Regions from separate parts of the Rattus norvegicus genome. Here region 1 is linked to region 2. A link is a contact called in public Hi-C data. All regions are on one chromosome and are shown on one strand. Each heading gives the region's core, a stretch centred on a gene start, on an enhancer-like site or on the middle of the called end of the contact. The rest is flanking DNA. Distances are from core to core; before and after follow the strand shown.

Region 1 (6,875 bases), core at 4,148-6,647, 250 kb after region 2:
GGTGCTGTTTGAGGCCATGCTCATGGAGGGCAAGAATCAGTCAGTTCTGGGGATCCAGGCATCAAGAATACTGTCATTGGTACCAAGTACCAATTAGACCAGAGGACTACTTTGTTGTAAGCTATTACAGGTTATCGTAACCAAGTATTTCATATTTCAAAATTACTAAAATAATAGACTTGAAATCACAAAAGTGTGATTAATTATTGAGATATGTAGATACATTTATTAGCTTTCTATAATCTAGTCCTATATCAAAGCATTGTACTTTCCCCCATAAATATACGTAACTGTTAGTTTATTAGAAATAAATTAAATCCTGCCATGGGTCTTCTCTGAGGTTTACCATTTTTTTCATCCTTACTTAAAAGTTATGTTTTTAAAAATGTGCACAAAATTTTAATAACTTTGATGGCAAATATATTAACTTCAAAACGTTAAAAAAATAAAACAGTAGATTTATTAAAAAATATTTTTTTTCTTTTAAAATCGGAAGACAAGTGAGCAACAAGAACACTGACCAATGGCTTATGCTCTAAGATCAACAATCAACAAATGAGACCTCATAACATTTCAAAGCTTCTGTAAGGCAAAGGACACTGTCAATCGAAAAAAAAATGGCAACCAACAGGTGGGGAAAAGATCTTTACCAATCCTACATCTGATAGAGGGCCAATATCCAACATATACAAAGATTTCAAGAAGTTAGACTCCAGAGAACCAAATAACCCTATTAAAAAATGGAGTACAGAGCTAAACAAAGAATGCTCATCTGAGGAGTATTGAATGGCTGAGAAACACATAGAGAAATGTTCAACATTCTTAGTCATCAGGAAAGTGCAAATCAAAACAACCCTTAGGTTCCAACTCACACCAGTCAGAATGGCTAAGATCAAAACCCCAGGTGACAGCAGATGCTGGCTAGGATGTGGAGAAAGAGAAATACTTTTCCATTATTGGTGGGATTGCAAGCTGGTATAACCACTCTGGAAATTAGTCTGGTAGTTCATCAGAAAATTGGACATAGTACTACCTGAGGACCTAGCTATACCACTCCTGGGCATATACCCAAAAGATGCTCCAACATATAACAAGGACACATGTTTCACTGTGTTCATAGCAGCCTTATTTATTATAATAGCCAGAAGCTAGAAAGAATCCAAATGTCCTTCCACAGAGGAATGGATGCAGAAAATGTGGTACATTTACACAGTGGAGTACTACTCAACTATTTAAAACAATGACTTCATGAAATTCTTAGGCAAATGGATGGAACTAGAAAGTATCATCCTGAGTGAGGTAACCCAATCACAGAAGACCATTCATGGTAGGCACTCACTGATAAGTAGATATTAACCCAAAAGCTCGGAATACCCAAGGAACAATTCACAGACCACATGAAGTTCAAGAAGAAGGAAGTCTAAAATGTGGATGCCTCATTCCTACTTAGAAGGGAGAACAAAATACTCAGGGGAGGTAGAGAGTGGGAGAGACTTGGGAGGAATTGAGGAGGGGAGGGGGAAAAGGGAGGCAGGATCAGGTATGGGAGAGAAAGGGATGATATACAGAGGGTCAGGAATTTGAACAGAGGTGTGTAGCAGTAAGGGATGGGGAATTGAGGGTAACCACCAGCAAGTCCCAGATGCCAGGAAAACAAGATGCTCCCAGGACTTAAGTGGGATGAGATTAGCTGAAATGCCTGACAAAGGGGTGGGAGAATATTTAGAGACCATATCCAGAGGTTAAGCAAGGCCCCCGGTTGGGGGATGGGGCTACCCACTCATCTCCTAATTTTTAACCCAGAATTGCTCTTGTCTAAAGGAAATATGGGGGATGAAGTGTAAAGCAGAGACTGCAGGAAAGGCCATCCAGAGACTGCCCTACCTGGGGATCCATCCCATATACAGACACCAAACCCAGAAACTTGCAGATGCCAAGAAGTGCTTGTTGACAAGAACCTGTTACAGTTGTCTCCTGAGAGCTCTGCCAGAGCATGACAAATACAGAGGCGAAAGCTCACAGCCAACCACTGGTCTGAGCATGGGGACCCCAATGGAGGAGTTAGGGAAAGAGCTGAAGCGGTTTTCAGCCCCATAAGAAGAACAGTAATATCAACCAACCAGACTCCCCAGAGCTCCCAGGGACTAAACCACCATCCCAAGAGTACACAGCCACATATGCAACAGAAAATGCCATTGTCTGCAATCAATAGGAGGAGAGGCCCTTGGTCCTGTGAAGGCTCGATGTCCCAGTGTAGGGGAATGTAAGGATGGTGTGAGGGGTGGGTGTGAGGGGAGCACCCTCATAGAAGCAGGGAGAGGGGATGAGAGAGGGAAGTTCCAGAGGGGAAAAGGGGAAAGGGGATATAACATTTGAGAACACTGACCACGGCACTAAGATTCTGTGGTTTAACAGAGCTTTTGGGTAGGTTGCTGCTTGACCAGTTAGAAGTGTAGACTGGACTCACAGAACTTCTCTTCGTCAGGAGGAGGTCATTCATGTAGCAGCTGCCCTTTGCCATGTCAGCCGTCCATTCTGAAGTGACCCACTGGAGTGACACATTTCAACGCAGTGTCTCCTTGCATCTTCCATTGGTGACTTTGCTCACATGCCATCTGATCGGTTCTTGGATGTCCCACTGGGGTGACATATTTCTGCTCCCTGCATTCTCCCACCTGACATCCGGTGAATGAGGGATTATTCATGTGGCCAGTGAGCAGGGATTTAAAGCCATTATGCAGATATACAAGGTGTCTTTAAGTTCAGAACTTTCAGATGTCATTTCTCTCATGATCTATTAGCCCAAGAAAGTCACAAGTCCAGCTCAGATTTAAGAGACAAGGAAATGGACTCCACTTTTTTATGAGAAGAGCTTCAAATTTCATATTAAAAAAAAAAACGGCGTGGATGAAGGATGGTGATGGTGGAAAAGAACTGTGGCCACATTTGCAGTTCACTGAATGTATTTCATACGGAATGGCTGCTCCTTGGTAGGGGACAGCTGACCTATTTCAAGGTCATTGGAGAACTGCAGAAGATAATTCTCTAAAGCATCTAAAAGGAGGGAAGGGACATTGAAAGCTCTGGCTTTGAAATATATCATCTTACTTATGTGACTTCAGAAAAATATAGCGAAGTTTTAAAATTACGTTGTCACCTACTAAGTGGCATAAATTATTCTTGAGGTTGTGGGACAGAGAATGAAAGTGAGGCATGCTGGTTTTTACCAGAGTGAGCAGTGGGAGATGAGATATCAACACGTTTCAGAGACCATTTCCTTTTGTTTCCTCAAAAACCAATGCCCTAAAGCTCAGCCTGGGTTTGTTCTTCCTGTAGCACTTAAAAGCATTGAGAATGCCTTTGCCACTGCCCAATAACTAGCTTTAAGTAGGTTGAAAGAGCTCAGGTGAGTTCTCCCTACAGACAGGAGCAAAGAAGTGCACTAGGCTATTTCATTTTCTTGCGATCCCTTGAAACCAGAGGCAGCAGATAACTTGAGTTCAGTCAATGGCATGCTAGCAGAAACAATGTATTTTACACCGGGGAGTGGCCCTGAAATATCTTACAAGATCCTCCAGTGACTTTGCCTTCCCTTCCTGCCATCTTCATGGAAATAGGTTTCAACAAAAAGGGTGTTTGAGAATAGACTGAGTGGGACCTGAACAGCTTCTTGAATAACTAGCAGAGCTCCTCACAGATTTACTTTGGGTATCTATGGATGTGAATAGAATGTTTATGTGTATGACCAGTAGATACCGTGCCTAATGTTAAGCAATTATAATGTAAGTGCCAACGGCTGCACTAAGGACTGCATATCCTCCCCCCCCCCCATCTTTATTAACTTGAGTATTTCTTATTTACATTTCAATTGTTATTCCCTTTCCCGGTTTCCATGCCAACATCCCCCTAACTCCTCCCCTCCCCTTCTATATGGGTGTTCCCCTTCTCATCCCTCCCCCATTACTGCCCTCCCCCTAACAATCATGTTCACTGGGGGTTCAGTCTTGGCAGGACCAAGGGCTTCCCCTTCCACTGGTGCCCTTACTAGGCTTTTCATTGCTACTTATGCAGTTGGAGCCCAGGGTCAGTCCAAGTATAGTCTTTGGGTAGTGGCTTAAGGACTGCATATCTTAACTAGAGTAACATCGAACTAACTGTCTCCCAGGAAAATGAATCTCAGGATGCGTCTTTGCCTCATTAGCTCTCTTTTTCATTTCCTATGTGGCTTAACACTGGTTTGAGACATTTCCAAGGAATAAAGAATGCACTTATCATCCAACCAAAAAATTATGCAAATAATTTGTGTCTTTATGGTACATGGACAAGTAAGTATATATTTATCCTTTGAGCCTATTTGGATTTTGCCCTTGCCATAAAATGCATTAAAGAAACAATTCATATTAAATATGATAACCACATGTTGGTAAACACAGTGTGTATTGATGAGCAGAATACTTGTGTCAAGGACCTGCATGAGCATAGCCCTCACAGTGATTCTTTCAGTTAGAGAGAGACCTTATTAGTTTCCTTTTTACAGACAGGGATTTGGGGGTTTGTGGAGCATAGAAAAACACACCAAGTCCATGCAAGTAAAAAACTGTAGAATAAGCAATTGCACATGCATATTTGTCTCTCCAAAACATGATTGATGTACCAGCCACAATGGAGACATTCATCATTAGGCTCAGGACATGATCCTGCTGTGTTTCCCAGGTTGGCTTGGAACTCATGATCTTCCTACGTCCATCTCCCTAGTGCTAGAATTACAGGTGGGAGCTACCCCACCCAGATCAAGACCTCTTAGGTCTTACTATGATTCATAACTTGTGGTGATGATGATGATGACTGACATTTCTGCAATACTCACCCTGGGCTTCTCCTGGGATAGTTTAAGTCCTCATAGCCATCATCTAAGATGAACATTATTATTGTCTGTAGTGTGTGTAGCCCGTTTCCAGTGCTACCATAAACACTCATAAATATAAATCAGTTTCTAGCTTGCAGCGGAACACACTGCATTGGAGTGTGAGTCATGGCCATCCAACCTTGTGAGAACTTTCAAAGAAAGTGCCTCTGGCATCTTAAGTCTGTGCTTAGTTTACATCTGCCTCAACCCTTGTTTTTCTTCCAACGGAGAAAAAGGGAAGCAGGGAAAGTACTGTGGAGCCTAAAGCTGGCTAACGCATCTCCCTAGGTGAAAAAGAAATGCGGAAATTCACATTTCCTATTACATGAACACACGCGCGCGCGCACGGACTTTCCTTAACTTCTCCGTTAGCTGCAGAGAATCTGCTTCTGCTGAAATCAAGGAGGTAGCAATATAGCTTCCTGGTCAGTGGCTTCCCAGGAGCTTTGAACTAAAAGGAAAAAGCAGCAGACACCAGATCACAAGCAAGCAACCTCCCTGTCTGGCTCGGCTTTTCACTATGATCAAAAGTGATGAGGAGGGAAAAAGAAAAAGAAAAAAAAAAGGTAGAAAAACAAAACCGAGACAGAAGGTAGGAGGAGACAGGGCAGTTCCAGCCCCAGCTAGCCGGCTCGGTTCCACTTCCTTTTGATTGTCCAGAAAAGCTAAGAAAACTAAAAACAAGGCTGGACTTCGGTGGAAACATGGAAACAGCCCCGTGGAAGCCTTACATTAAACAATCGGCCTGTGGGTCAATTGTGAAGGGCGTTAATGTGCGAGACCCCGATAAAGAGATTTGCACGAATGGCTACAAAGCATTTTGTATTTAAATACAGGCTCCAGGTTGTTCTGCCCACAGCATAAATACAACTAAGGTGGGGTAGGGAGGGGATTTGGAAATCAGCCGATTTTAAGGAAGCCAACACAAACACTCGAACAAACGCAGCATTTCGCACAGCCTTTGTGCTCATTTCTAGTTGTTGGCATGAACTCATAGGAACAAGAAGGGGCCGTGAGCTGAGCTGTGGAGACTGTGTATGCCAGGGTGGCAATAAAACATCTGGTTTATCTGCACACAACCTTCTTGTCACGTATGTTGCAGTTTCTGAAGGTAGCGGGCTTGTTTGTTTTGTTTCTTGGTGGTAGGAAAAGCTTAGAAAAGCATGTAACAATTGCTTTTCATGTGATCGCCCAGAGAGGCCAAAGATGCCTTTTAAAAATTGGTGTTTAATATAAAGGCATATATTTTAGCCTTTCTAGCAAATTCATTTTGTATGAAAGAGTATTTTAGACTAGATTTGCCAGGCTGTCTAAGATTAAGCAAAGCTGGATATGGTGCCTCAAAACATTTGGCAGACTTCCCTACCAAACCACATTAGAACATTTTTAATATATATTACGAGATAGAAAAGAATAATTATTTTTCTACTGAAGTCCTCAAGTGAGAGACATGTATTTGTATAACCCTTTCAAAGGAAACTGTCGTATTGTGAATCTGTTATGTTTGGGATAATATCCTCTACCTGTGGTTTGTGGCTTGCTTATCTTAGGAAAAGCAGGCACGGGCTAGACATTACCCCATTCTTTCAGGAGACTGCTATTGAGCAAGGTGTTTTGGCCAATGGCCTCAGACCCTTAGCTAAGAAATCTCCTGGATAAGTGCTTTTGAACCCTTTGAGTGTGATGCCAGGGATGATTTGGGATCAAAGTCTATCACGAGTGACTGTCTCTCACTTTCCTTCCAACCTGGGCTCTTAATTTAGAGGACACTGCGTTTCTCTCCCTCTACTTCTTCCTCCAAAGAGGGTTACCCTTCAGTGCACTCCATGGGCTCAAAGCACTGCTCCGAGGTTAGTTTCTATGTTAGCGTGACATGCCTCAAATAGAGATTCCTCACATACGAATTTGGTCACATACAGATTTGGGTGCCCATAGGTGATTTGGGAGTAAGTCTAGGTAAAAACACTGA
Region 2 (7,064 bases), core at 1,324-3,823:
ACAACAGACACAACCCTCAGATCTGAAGAGATCTCACCTACAGCGGCAGTCCCCTGCCAAAGTAAGACCCTTTTAATAGCATGTTTTCGATAACTGTCTTATCGCACCCACAGCAAAGGCCAACGCCTGTAAACGCAGACTTTAAGAGCCAGCTCGGCCTCACACACAGACAGAGCCAGACAGGCTTCTCTCCCGCCCCTCTTCAGAGTTTCAAATCACAGCCCAAACCCGCGGGTAGGAGGCAGCAGAGCGCACCCCATCGGAGCACGTGGCGGAAAGCAATCCTCCGGGGCACAGAGCTCCCCCTCTTACCACCCACCCTCCGAGCTCAAGCTTGGCGGAGCACCAGTCCTGGCAGCGGGTCACGCCTCCTGGACAACGGGCACACCCCCCACCATTTCCCTTTCCTCCCTTTCTGCAATCGCACCCATCTTCCTTCCACCCATTTTGGATGTTGCAAGGGTTTTGCTGCAGTCTGCCAGCGGTACGCCGGCCTCAAGCATATCCGAGGGCCAAGGGGGAGATGTGGGAGCACGCAGTTGCACCCGCAAACACTACTTAGAGCGGGCTGTCTCTTCTAAGCCTTTATACGGCGCGGGAAGGGTTTGTGGAGGCCGGGTGCCCTCCGGACGAGTGTGCGCGCCCGCCCTTCCCGGGGAAGTTTGCAAACACAGCTGTTCCAGAACTGGGGAACCGCTGGGAGCAAGGCAGCCAGGGCTACACCGAGCGGGGGCGGGAGGAAGGGGCCGGCAGGGGGCGGAGGTTCCCAGACTAAAACCTGGACGCCAGCCGGAGATAACCCACCTCCTGCAGCCGCCACCCCAGGCTGGAAGAGGACCCCTCCAAGACACCGAAATCTCCTAGAGCTGCGGGAAACCGCCCCCCCACCCCCCCTTGCAGGAAGGACACACCCGCCCTCGGGGCGGCTCACGGGAAAGGGGAGGGTGCCAACTTGGACAGCATTTGCAGGGCAGACTGTGCGCAGTCGCCTTCCACGGCGCTACAAGTTTTAATTAGTTAAGCAAAGAAATCATCTATAATGACCTCCTGGTCCGGGATGGGTACTGCAAGTAGCAAGCATAAAATTAGCATCCTTGGGCACTTTCTCCCTCTTCAGAGACCCCATTTCCGTGCGCTAAGCAGACACCACCCAGAATGGAAGACCCGCCCGGCTCATCTGTTTCAAGCTCTAGCTATAGTCTGGACTCTCAGACTTGCCATCCCAAAAGCCTCTCAACTTAGTGCCAAGTTTCAAGTGGCATTAAATCCTTCTCAAGGCAATATAAGGCTCGGACCCGCGTTCGACTCTGTCCTCGAGTCGCTCACTCACCGGCCAGGCGAAACTGAAAGGCAGTACGATGCGATTACGGTCGTTGCCGCGGCTGGCCTTGAGATTGAAGGTATTGCCCCCGATGACAGGCGTAGACCCTGAGCCGAAGCTGCAGGGTCCCCCGGCCGTGACGCGGGACTGATACTCCTTGAGGCACACTTTGAAGTACGTGTCACACTCGTCGCGGGTGCACTTGCGGTCGCCAGGGTTCCGGGCTCCGCCGCAACAGTTCCCATTCTGTAACTCTCCGTTCACGTTCTGCATGGACAGGATCTCCAGCTCAAATTGACCCGAGGCCCCGCACACCTGCCAGTGAGGAAGGAGGTCAACGCATGAGAAAGTTTTCTCTTGAAGTGGAAGTGGGGACTCCTAGACTCCCCCACCCCACCCCCAACACACACACACACCCCAAAGCTGCCAAAGATCTTCTCTGGCAAGTGAAAATAAATGTGCAAAGACTAGGTTCAGGGATTAACTTGGTTCAGGGGCATAAAACCCACGAGTGCGGGGGAAAAACTAAGACAAGCGTCCCGAAGGACCAAGAGCGTAATGATCGCACTCTGCCCAGCCTGGAGGAGTTTATCTTTCGAGGCCAGGGTCTCCCCTCTGGGAAGCCAGCGTTCCACACCGGGTGCAGCCTCTCGGGTGAAGAGTCAGGGTCAGGGAGCCTTGTACTCAAGGGCTCCGGAGCTTGCACTGGGAGCCACAGCCGCCCGCGTCCAGAACGCCACGAGGGAAGGGAGAGAACCGCGGGGAGCAAGAGCGGGAGAGAGACTCCTACCTTGGCTCGCAGGGCACAGAGCAGGGCGAGCAGAAGGCTCAAGGGGCGCCCCGGCCGGCCGCGCGTCCGTGGGGACCGCATCGCTGCGCCGCGCGCCGGGGGCACTCCGGACGCCGCCGCCGCTGCTAGCGCTGGTGCTCCCTCCGAGGCTGCCGTCGTCGCTGCCCCCGCGACCGCCGCGTCCCGGCTCTAATATACTCCGTGGATTGGAGCATGCACGACTGGAAAACAACACTACTTTTCAAAAGCCCTTTCAAGAGCCGCGCGTTCCAGAAGGCAAAGAGCCCGGCCTCCTTTTATTATTCTGATCGCTTCTTTGAGGCGCTCCCCCCTCTTCCACCTCTCGGCTTTCTTTCCTTCTCTCGCGCTCCCCTTCTTTTATATTATGATTATGCGCAGCCTTTTATTCCCTTTCGGATCAGCTGCATGAAACGCGGGGGAGGGAGGGGAGGAAAAAAAAAAACCTGAGCCTAGCTCGCCCGCCGGCTGCAGGTAACACAATGACGCGTGCCCGCCTGGCTCTCGGAGGGAGCCGGAGCGCCGGTCTAGGAGCCGCGACTCCGGCTGGCCACCTCTTCTCAACACGCGGAACAAGGCGCATGCGCGATTGTTAATATTCATAAGGGGCGTGGCGCTTACTGGACACGCCCCTTTCCTCCGGGTTGTCGGGGAGGGGAGGAATTGAGAAGGGGTTGGAGGTTGCGGGACAGACCGGGTGGCTTGGCTGCCCGGGGGCCCCCCACATGCAGACAACTGTCCCGGGGAGCCCGGGCCAAGAGAAAAGAACCTGGAAGGAAGGTGGAGGAGCCCGTGGCTCTGAGACGCCCTGAGCGCCTTCGCCGGACCGCCCCCTCGGTGCACGGCCTGGGCTCCCGTGCAAGCCCCAGGTGTAGGCGCCGCGGTGCGGCCGGAGCAGTTGGGGCGGGCGGCTTCCGCCTTTGGAGCAGCCTGCGTCAGCTGCGGCTTTCGCCCCGGGGAGGAGGGCCTGCCCGCCGGGAACCCGGGCCGCTCCCAACAAGCGAGCCCAGAGCTCTGTGCTGGCGGCGGCGAGACTGGCGCGCTCGCCGCCGTCTCCTCGCCCCGCAGAGGCGACCTGGGCAGACGCTGCTGGGAACTTTGAAAAACTTTCCCGGAGCCAGACTTGCCGCAAACTCGAGGGAAAGCCTCGGCCGCGCGCCATCCCTTCCCAAATCCCAGTCCATGGAGCCTCGGAGAAGCTCCCAGCGCCCTTTCCAGACCGCACCAGGGCAGAGGCGTCGGGGAAGCAGGGGGAGAGGGCGGCGGGCACTCGCGGGGCCTTAGCCCGGGAGTCGGGAAGGGTTTGCCTAGACGCTGAGGGCTCCGCCAGCCTCCCGCCCCGGCGCAGTGGCGGGACCGCACCTGTAGGCGGCCTCCGCGTTGCTCTCTGGGTGGTGAGGCGCGGCCTGAAAGGAACCTAACTGCTATCGTGGGCCACAGAACTTGGCTTCTCCTGGGTGGTGGTGGAAACCGATGCCATTTTCCACCTTGAGGCAGGCCTCGCAATTAGCAGCGACACTCCTGGTCATAATCAAGGTCAAAGGGAACCCAAAGGCTGGCTGAAGCCTCTGCCTGCTCCACTCCAGGCGGGTTTAAATGGAGCTCTTTAGGAAAACAGATTACCATTAAAGGACGAAAAGAGTTTCATGCCTTGCATTGGGCCGGTCGTGAAGAAAAGCACTGATTTTCCGAGATCAGTTTAGTGCTTCAACTCTTCTAGACAACCGGGCATGATGGGTAAAGAGAAAAATAGTTTCCAGAATGCTGAAGGAAGGTGACACCATAACAATACAGGTATTTGTGGCTATCTATGCCCAACATAGAGTAGCCCAGCATAGATAGTGCCTGATACCATTTGGTGATGTTGAGAAAGCTGAGCAGTACATTGGTTCAAGACCACCAAAGATGGTTAAGCAAGTTTGGCATTTTAACCACCTGAGAAAGGTAATTTCGTAATAGCAATGCATCTCATTCTAACCATCCCGGGGTAACTTAATTCATAATTGTAGGGGCATATCCAAAATCAGGATGAGTTTGCAGCAACTGGTCACAGAAGCACCTGGCTTGTGCAGCAGCTGCCTTGACTTGTATACCCAGGCCTCCTTCGCCCAATTATCACGAATGCAAAGCATCCCATTTTCAACATTAATCCAATGCAGGGTTTTTTCCACTAAAGTTTTCAGAAACATAATAATCCTCACTTCTTATTCAGTTCCTTACTTTTACCTCTAGTCAAGTTAGCGTACCCAATAGTCCCTGCTCTGTGTCCCACATTAACTCCTAGAAGGAGGCCATGGAGCAGAATTTAGTTCAGAATTTTTAAGCCAGCCACCTGAGTTACCTGGGATTTAAAGTTGCCCTGCTGGCAACAATCTGGGCTTCATAAAAGCTGAGATCAGTGCTATCTACCGGCGAGTTTAGCTCACTTCATTAACAGGAAAGTTTCAAGGAATAAAAAGCACCTAATAACATAATAGGAATGTGGAGTCACTAAGAAACACTAGGCTCCCAGCAAATAACAGAGAACCTAATCTTTTCTCAGCCTGGGAACCCATATTTGAGGAAGACAGTTGTGGGCTTCAGGGGATTCTTTAAATTTTTTTTTTCATTTGGTGCTCTTCCAGTGAGCTGGGACTCCCCCAAGAAGTTAGTACTGAAACAGGCACTGGGTGGAAGTTCAATTCTCCACTTCCTTGATCACCCCTGCAACCCGGAGAGTGGGGAACTACTGCTGAAAGAATTCAAATATGGATGTTTCCCTTTGCCAAGCCATAGCCTCCCTTTGGGCTTTGCTTTCCAAAGTTCAGAAAACATTTCCCATGAGAAAAAAAAAAAAAAAAAACACTTAGGCATCACTATTACTTATACCCAGAAAAAGGCGGGTCTCAGAGCCAAATATCATCTGTCCTGTTGCACGTATTTGGACATAATTTTTAAAAGATGATGCCTTGATTTCCTTTATACAAAGCATACCCTGCCTTTGTTCAATCATCAACAAACAGCCCTGACTTCCGATGGGACATAAGAGACGTTCCAGTTATGATTGTATTTTAAAACTTTGAATCAGCTGAAATTATTTAATCAACATCGGTAAGAATCAGCTGATCAATATGTATTGAAAAGCACTGTTGCACGCAGCAGCATGGCTGATCTAAAGAATATCACCTGAGGGAGATAAGCCAGGCACCAGGAGTGCAACGTGTATGAGTCCCTTTCTACAAAGACCTAGGACCTTCGTCTCAGGTGAAAAACGAAGTATGGTTAGGGTGGTGTGTGGTTGGAGATTGGATGTGCGTGGTGCTTTTCTGAGCCTAAGTCAATTATCTGTGTCTTAATGGGGGGGGTTGGGTGACACAGGTGTATGCATTACCAACTTTCATTAACAAGCACATTTGAAACCAGTGCTATTGATTTTGTTTGTTGAGTTTGGTTTTTTTAAAGACACACACACATGATGGTTGTCTATATCAGTATAAAGAACATTGAGGGGTATTTGAAATGATATGAACCTACAATGAAACTTCAAAATGCATAAAAGATAGAGGATGGCTGGGTGGTTAGATAAAACAACCTAAAGAAAGTGTTGAAGTGTTAAAGCCCAACACTCGGAGACCAGAGGATCACTCTAAGTTCAAGGCCAGGGTGCTCTATAACAAGAAGAGAGGTGGTGGGAGAAAGGGATCCATGAATCTCTCTAATAGACTTGTTCACTTAATATTGCTCTACATTTCTGCATTTGAAATGTTAATTATAAAATAGTGAGGAAATGGTTATTGATATGCCTTATATTATCCAAAGTTCCAAGAACATGGCAGAAACCACCCAGGTAGTGGTCGTCAGCAGGGTAGAGCACGGTGTACATGTTCAAGAATCGGTGATGTAGAGGGAGGTAGTAGGTCAAACACAGAGACCTTTCCCCTATTCCTTCTAATGCTTTTCTTCGTTGTGCCGAATGGCCAAGTCCAAGTTACAGACATGTAATACACCCTTTAAAAATCCTCATTTATCTGGTTTTTAGATTATGCTTTTGAATGAAAAAAAGAGAAAGGAAAAGAAAGGAAAAAGGACATGATTGCTCCTAGGTATGGTGGAGAAGCTTTATTACAGATAAAAGGGAGAGCACAGCCAGAGACAGACATATCTTGGAGAGTGTCATGAGCCTGAGCCATGTGGGGAGAGAGAAGAGGGGAAAGGAGAAGAGGGTAGAGAGGGGAACCAGGTGCAGCTGCTAATAGGCCAAAAGGAGCAGGTAACCAAAATGTCTGGATTACATAGGAAAGAGCCTCTGGGGTGGGGGAGGACAGTTCAGGCCCTGGGCTGGAGAGTTCATAATAAAGGGTAGAACAGACTATGTCAACCTCTATAACAGCCATACCTGTTACAGGTATACCCCATGACAGGCAGGGACTGAGGAATGCTGGAGGAACCCGGTGAACAGCTTCCGTCTGATATGTTAAGTGGGCATCTTAGCCATTTGTCCCAGCTTTTGAGACTTTAACAGTTTTACATATATGTCTGTTTAGCCTGCATGTGTGTATGAGCACCAAATACATGCCCAGGGCTAGAAGAGGTCATAAAATGGCATCAGATACCTTGAAACTGGAGTTACAGATGGCTGTGAACCACAGTGTGGATGCTGGAGCACCAAGTGCTCTTAACTGCCCAACCATTTCTCTAGCTTCTCTTTTATGCTTGTCTGCAGAAAAGTTAGTGCAGCTTTTAAAGTCCTACTTATGGATATAATATCTTTCTGTCCCTTTGTCAGCAGACAAAGGGTTTGAACGTGTCCTGCAAGTCCTCTTGTCTTACAATGGGTTGTGGCCTCAGACACTTGGTCAAGGCTCCCAGTTATTCTGCTCAGTCGGCTCCCCAGGGAAGCACAATTTCTGAATATACGGCCATCTTCCTGGATCCTTTTCATTTTTCCTCATTACA

What was found. A called contact is a pair of places that touch in the nucleus more often than the background predicts.
Region 1: a Hi-C map of frontal cortex shows a contact between it and region 2, with 1.8 times the contacts expected there. The contact joins the enhancer-like site here to the promoter of Jag1 in region 2. A contact is called at or near these places in 2 of 12 Hi-C or Micro-C datasets (Schwann cells and frontal cortex).

Annotation. Positions count from the first base shown.
Region 1 is chr3:145,140,939-145,147,813 of GRCr8, forward strand. LOC102547655 (a long non-coding RNA gene) reads left to right here. Exons shown (of 8, transcript XR_010065399.1): 8 at 1-461. Among named protein-coding and RNA genes, the nearest start is that of Jag1, 250 kb to the left of the region's middle. Within about 2 kb of position 5,398, at least 6 of the 93 cell types and tissues checked have an H3K27ac peak or open chromatin away from gene starts, as enhancers often do.
Region 2 is chr3:144,892,310-144,899,373 of GRCr8, forward strand. It overlaps Jag1 (jagged canonical Notch ligand 1), which reads right to left and starts at 2,574. Exons shown (of 26, transcript NM_019147.2): 1 at 2,112-2,574; 2 at 1,331-1,636. The coding sequence starts at 2,192.